2 separate regions of the Mus musculus genome follow, and region 2 is linked to region 1. Evidence: chromatin contacts called from public HiChIP or PLAC-seq data. All regions are on one chromosome and are shown on one strand. Each heading gives the region's core, a stretch centred on a gene start, on an enhancer-like site or on the middle of the called end of the contact. The rest is flanking DNA. Distances are from core to core; before and after follow the strand shown.

Region 1 (3,376 bases), core at 717-3,216:
TTCATAACTTAACAGGAACTATATTGTGCAGGGCAATTCCAGAGCCTGGGGGTTTCTGGTTTTCCATATCCCTATTTCTCCCATTAGCTAAGTTGTGCTTGGGCATAAGACATTCTAAAGCCATGACTGTAGACACATGTTCATACCTTCAGAAACAATGTAGCCCAGCTGTATATGATTGATTAAACAAACAATACAAACTACAAACCTGTTTATTTGTAAACCAACTTTAAGTGTTTCCTACATACCTCTTTGAAAAGAGTATGCTATCTTCTACACTTTTTTCTGTTTTATAGAAAACTAGATGTCTCCACTTAATTATAAAACAGCAGCAATAGTAAAGTTGTAAATAGCTTATTTCAATAGAGAAGGTTGTGAACGTATTGCTAAATTAAAATCCCACAAGATTAAAAACAACCAACATTGCAGTAGAGGCAGTTGCACTGTGGACTTTTAATTAACTGTGATGAAAGGAATGGGTCCATTCCTTATAAGCATAATACATAATTTATACCATTAAAAAAAGTTTTGGGGAGAGGGCTGGAGAGATGGCTTATTGGTTATGAAGAAGGGCTAGTCTTCTAGAAGTCAGAGGTTGGATTCCCAGCACCCACATGGTGACTAACACCTGTCTGCTACTCTAGTCCCAGGTGACTGAATGCTGTTCTCTGTCCTCTGTGGGCAGCAGACACAGAAGTGGCACACAGATATACATGCTGGTGAAAGAGATACAAACATATTTTTAAAAGTTCTAGCCCGGCGTGGTAGCCCAAGCCTTCAATCCCAGCACTCGGGAGGCAGAGGCAGGTGGATTTGAGTTCGAGGCCAGCCTGGTCTACAGAGTGAGTTCCAGGAGAGCCAGGGTGATACAGAGAAACCCTGTCTCGAAAAACAAAAACAAAAACAAACAAACAAACAAAAGTTCTAGGGGCTGTAGAGATGGGTGGAAACCTTGGTGTACACTACTTCCTGTAATCAAATGTCTGAAACAATGTGCTAAGCTTGGGGGTTATTGGAACAACTTATATAGATAACATCAAATTTAGTATCAGTAAATGCATATAGCAATTCATAGAAATAAAACTACTTTGAGGTTTTCTACTTTAAAACAAGACTACAGCAACATCCGCAGCGAGACTGGAGAAGTGCATCGAAGTGGACCTCAACACTGAACAAGATCTCTGACGGGGCATCTCTTAAACACCGCCTGATATCATGCACAACACCACTCTAAATTTGACTCCAGTCAGAGGGTCAGGTAAACGGGCAGAGAGCCCTTTCCCGCGTATTATGAAAGGACATACTTTCAAGTATGCTGCTGCAAGTGCTACCAAGTAGCTGCAAGAGCAAAGTGTGCGCTGTGGCATGGCGTATGGCTGCAAGAAGGCAGTTAAATGACACGCACAGAGATACAAGGACAGAGCTAGGCCAGGCCAGAATAGCAACAATAAAAGCAACAACTAGAGACAGATAGCAGGGAGATCACAAGGACAGGGACAGGAACGATGGGCCAAGGCAGCAAAAATCTTCATGTTGAACAAGGAATGGTCACCGGCCAACTCCCGTCACTCCTTTGGGTATTCAAACATTCGCGAGAATTTTTTTAAGAGCCTCGGCCCGGCCTGAGGGTCAGTCACCTGCACATTCGGGAAGTAGTGATGGGTCAACCCTGCTGTCCAAATGGCCCAGAACCTGACATAACGGGGCCAGGTCGCAGGCCGCACTTACCAGGCCACGGCCGCCCGACCTGCTCGCCACATCCCGCCAGAGCAGACCACACACAGGCGCTGAGACGGCCACGGGGGGAACCCCGTGTCGGCCCCAGTCCGATTCCTGCTCCGACAATGACCCAGGAAGAGGCCCTCAGCAACAAGGGCATAGAGCAGCCACCGAGTCCCTCCCAATGGCGCATGGACTTCCGCAAGAGCCGGCTGGGCTCCCGTAGTCAGTCCGTCTCCGAAATAACCACCCACAGGAACGCTAGGCAGGCTGCACAAACGGGCCGCGGATGACATGCGCATGCGCGGGGAGCCACTGGGCGGGACCTGTGTAGTGCTCCTCTTCTTGGCTCCGCCCTCAAAGTGTAGGAATTTTGAAAATGAACTGGGCGGGCTGGGTGCAGGAAATCCACTGGACGAATGTTTATTAGGAGCAGCCAATTTAAGGAAATCTTTTAAAGATCATTTTCGTAGCTGAATCATATAGCCAGAAGATCGAGTATGCGAGACACCTTAGAAAGTCCGAGATCTGATTGGAAAGTGACTTCTGACATTTAAGCTGTAGGTTTGGGATAAACACATACAGTTTTATTAAGACACAAATGTTTTTGTTTTGTTTTGTTTTTTCATTCCCCCCTTTGTTGGCTTTCACCTGAATTTTAATGGCACCCATTTTATTGAAATGGCCCTTGTCAAAGTCTCTTAACAGCGCCATCTCTCCAGTAATGGCTCCTTAGTAGTATCTGCCTAAGTTCTCTTCTTAGTTTTCTTTTGATTTTCAAGACGTCAGATTCATTCTTCCTTCTCCTTGTAACCTATCCCTCCCCACTCCTCCCTATCAACCCCTCTTCGGACGTAGTTGATGTCTAGTCTCCTAGCTACCTGCTTCTCCCAACTATTATTTAATATTCAAAAGTTCCAGTTAGGTTTTGGGCCTTTTGAGTTCCTTCCTTTTTCTGGCTACATTTTCTCCTTAATAATCTAAATTATTTGTATCAATCCAAGTATCTTCTCCATCTTCAACCATTTTTGTATTTTTTTAAAGAGAACAGGGACTCAAAACAGGAATATTGCCAGTGAAAGATTGTGAAGTCGATTAATGGTGTTATTGGAAAAAATCAGATAGTCTTGTACTTTATTTCACTTCAAGGATACATTCCTTTCACTCGTCTCCCTTCCCCTGTCTCTGTCAGTCTCTCTCTCTCACACACGCACATGAAATACACACCACCACCAGCACCCCAAATAAATTGCTTTTTATCTAATTATCAAAACCATAAATCAGAATCCATCTAGTCACAATAGTGGCAAGTATATAAACGCAACTGTCTGACAGTAAACGTTCTGATTGCAGGACTTGAGGAATATATTTACTGTGATGACTGTCTCAATGATAGCTGTAGATAGAAACCTTCTATAAAGCCTAACCAGTATAAACCAAACTAGAAACCAGTTTAAACCCCAACTTTTTCTAGTATTGAATAAAAAATGCATTTGTTATTGTTGCTTCCTAATTCTTGTTGGAAAACACAAAAGGGAGAAGTAAGTGACGGCTGCTTCCATGTGTAATGTGTCTTTGCAGTTTACAAAGCCCTTGCTTTATAATTCCACTTCTAGGCTGGGACTATGTGTAACTTATGTCTACCATTGTATTAGAT
Region 2 (3,732 bases), core at 203-2,702, 1.0 Mb before region 1:
AAGGAAGTGGGCAAAGAGTCAGAAATGGGTGAGCGGTGTGGTCCCAGTTCTGCTGGCTGCTAACTAGTCCACTGCAGCGTCTTCATCGGCACCAGAAAAGAACGGGCTGGGCTGCTCTTGTTACTTGTTACCTGGAAACGTGTTACACACACACACACACACAGCACCCAGAACTTATGAATCAGTCATTCTGTTAAGGTTATTCCTGGGAAATTTCTGTACACATTAAAGTTAGAAAAGTTAACAGACTAGGTGCCTTCCTGATGTTTTTCGTAATTATTTTAACTGACAAGTAAAAATATTGTGGGCATGCATGTGTGTGTGTGCGCGTGCGTATACATAGATACACATATATGTGTATATATACATGTTTATGTGCCACTTAGTTATAATATTTTATTATACATAGATTAATCAAACAAGTTAGCAACAATGACCGAGTACTCTCAATAATAATGGAAGTGTAACAAGACTCCTAACTCATAGCATGTCTTTGATCTATAGCCGGTGAAAACTACTTCCATGGCTAAGCAGCATGTTACCGTGGTCTCCCCAATGAGGATGTTATTCAACACAGTCGATTATAAACTGATTTCTTTTTTCTTTTTTAGAAAGGGTCTCACTGTGTAGCCCTGACTGTCCTGGAGCTCTCTTTGTGGAGATCTGCCATCCAGTATCCCAAGTGCTAGGATTAAAGGTGTGTGTCACCACGCCTGGCTTAAATTGACTTTTTATATATACACATTACGAGGAAAGCCGATGATTGGTTTGGGGCATTGAATATCTATTAGTGGAGCCAGATCACTATTTTCGCTTTAACTTTAATTATAAAAAATGTTGATACAATGCTCACTGGAACATGTGAACTTTTTTTTTTCTGCTCCAGAAAGCAGAAGCGCAACGCCGCCGGCTTTCACTTTCTAGTTCTGAAAATGCTTTTTAACTGCCCATTCTAAACTCTCACCCATGTGTGAATTTTTCTCCCTGCTCCGCAACTAGTGAATACTAGGAAAACAAAAATCGATTTAATTGCTGAGCAGAAAAACCAGCATCGGGAACCTTCTGCCACCTAGAGCCACAGAAGCACTCTTCTTTCACCGGAGTCCCCTCCTCTTCCTGACGGAAGCCGCGGGGAAGATGGAGTTAGTCCCGTGAACTTGAGCGGACATATTTTCCAGTTGTCCCAATTTCCCGCCGGACTTTAAACAGTGGAGTACAAGTCTGGAATGTACCATTCTCTTAAATCGGTCAGTGTATCAAAATGGAAACAGTCGTAGGAGTAGCCATAAGGAATCACCGAGAAAAAAATTTTACATTTCTTCTCTATAATATTGTCAAACTTGGGATCTACCAAAATCATTCTGAAACAAGTCATTCAATACCCCGCTGTTACACTTCCGGACTGGACAACTTAGGCTCGCTCTTACATCACTTCCGGGTTCACAGCCGGAGAAACCGGAAGCCTCGCGTGCTGAGCAGTGGTTTGTGCTGTTGATGCGTGGTTATGGGTCGGAGACGAGCGCCGGGTGGTGGGTCCCTGGGCCGAGTACTTATCCGGCAGCAGACTCAGCGAAGCCGCAGCCACCGTCATACTGACTCCTGGGTAAGGAAATCTGTGCTCTCCATAGTCTTTCTGTCTTGTTCTGAGTGCCTCCATGCTACAAAAGTTGGAGCCAGAAGTCGCGCCTGAACAGGGTTTGGAAGCAGACCCCAGCAGGGCGCAGAGAGGCTTGATACAGGACTAGTGTGTAATGAAAATGGGAAGAACCCATCGTGTTGGAATGTTTCACTGTGTTTGAGTTATGCTCTAGAAGCCACGGGCGCTCTTGGATATTTCTATAAAGAAGATAACTTGTTATCGTAAAATTTTGAAACAAAGTCTCCGTATGCAGCCAAGTTTGGCTCAGGACTGCCTTCCTCGTGCCTGTGCCTGGAGAGTTCTGGGTTTACAAGCCGTGGCCACCATGCTTGGATCTTTTAAACTTTCCGATTTTAGTTGCCCAGAGAATCGATCCTCTAGAGATGGTTCCGTTAGAGGCGATCTCTGCTTTGCCTTGTTTTGCCCCCTTGGGGTTTATCGTAAGAAATTGACATTGTCTCTAGAAGCTTAGGGAAGATCGTGGTAGCCTTAAAAAGTAAATGAAGTATAGAAATTAATCCCAGCAGAGTATTTGAGGACATTCCGAGTCCTCACTAAAATCCTGTGCTGAAGTTGTCCCTGGTGCGTGTCCGTTACATCGTCCCATTTCCAAACTCTGAGGAAGACACACATGCTTCTTTCTCAGTGTTCAAGTCTGGACTTTTGATACTACTCTCAATGTACTGGCCTTCGGGAAATAGTGGAGAGGTTTAATTTTAATCTAAAGAAATTCTAACTCATATCCTGATATTTGTTAATCCTAAGCTTTTAATCCTTAATTTCGTTTAAAAAAAAAAAAACTATGTTTGTATCTGTAGTAAGCATATAACTTGGGATGGTATATATCAAACTCAGGGTTGTTTTGGTTTTTTGGGTTTTTTTGTTTGTTTTTTGTTTTGTTTTGTTTTTTTTTGCAAGACAGGGTTTCTCTGTGTAGCCCTGGCTGTCCTAGAACTCACTCTGTAGACCAGGCTGGCCTCGAACTCAGAAGTCCGCCTGACTCTGCCTCCCAAGTGCTGGGATTAAAGGCGTGCGCCACCACCGCCTGTCCAAACTCAGGGTTGTATGAGAAATCAATTAGCAGGTAGCTCTTTTTTTAATGGTCATTCCAGGCAAGTCAGTCTCCCAGCCCTTGGGATTTGGGGCAGAGGAGACTAAGGGGAGTGGGGAAACAGATCTCTACACAGTTCACGATGGCCCTTAAACTTGTGGTCTCTGAGACTCCTGCTCCTTTGATGACAGCATGCACCACCACACTTGGCTTTAAAATATTCTCTCTCATAGATCCCTATGAAATATTTTTAATTGGCCAGCCGAGTCAAGACAGTCTGGGTTCTAGTTCTTCATCAGTACTTAGTTTGGAACAATAGGTAAATTATTTTACCTATTTAAACCTCAGTTTCCTTGATAGTAAAATGAGGACACAATAAAATTCGCTTCAATAAAGGGGGCGTGCCCTTGCTGAGGTAAGAAACTGTTCATTTAAATATTTGATCTTGTTTTTTTGCGTTGTTGGATATCGACACTGTTGACAGCAACGGGCAAGTGTTCTGCTGAGCTGTGCCCCCATCTTAGCTAGGATTAGGTATTGCCTGTGTACATTCTAGAAGAGTCCAGCCACTTTGAGAACATAGGCCAGTACAAGCAACGGTAGAGCTGTGTGGATGCGAAGAGCTTCCACAAGAGAGCTGCCTCACTCTTCACTCTGGGTTTATTCACAGCTGCATACAAGTGAACTCAATGATGGCTATGACTGGGGTCGTCTGAATCTTCAGTCTGTGACAGAGCAGAGCTCCCTGGAGGACTTTCTTGCAACTGCAGAACTTGCAGGGACCGAGTTTGTGGCTGGTGAGTTGTTTATTACCTAGTGCCTGTGACACTGGTCACACTGCCGTCTTGCCTACTTCATATGAATCCAAAAAGCAGTATGGGAAAGTTCCATGAGTGTAAGGCAAAGACCACACTGGTTTTTAAATTCAGCTCTAAAGAACGCTTCAGATGTCAGGCATGGTGGTACATGCCTTTAATCCCAGCACTGTGGAAGCGGAAGCAGATGGATCCTCTATGAATTCCAGGCCAGCCTGGTCTACATC

What was found. HiChIP or PLAC-seq counts read pairs in DNA pulled down with a chosen protein or histone mark.
Region 2: a FOXA1 HiChIP or PLAC-seq map of pancreatic cancer cells shows a contact between it and region 1. The contact joins the promoter of Lsg1 here to the promoter of Opa1 in region 1. A contact is called at or near these places in 1 of 39 promoter capture datasets (erythroid cells), 1 of 115 datasets of contacts at active chromatin or transcription factors (pancreatic cancer cells) and 2 of 9 other capture datasets (adipose tissue and liver).

What each region holds. Positions count from the first base shown.
Region 1 is chr16:29,577,924-29,581,299 of GRCm38.p6, reverse strand. Opa1 (OPA1, mitochondrial dynamin like GTPase) reads right to left here and starts at 1,966. Exons shown (of 29, transcript NM_133752.3): 1 at 1,729-1,966. The coding sequence starts at 1,760.
Region 2 is chr16:30,585,309-30,589,040 of GRCm38.p6, reverse strand. Lsg1 (large 60S subunit nuclear export GTPase 1) reads left to right here and starts at 1,452. Exons shown (of 14, transcript NM_178069.5): 1 at 1,452-1,603; 2 at 3,361-3,487. The coding sequence starts at 1,505.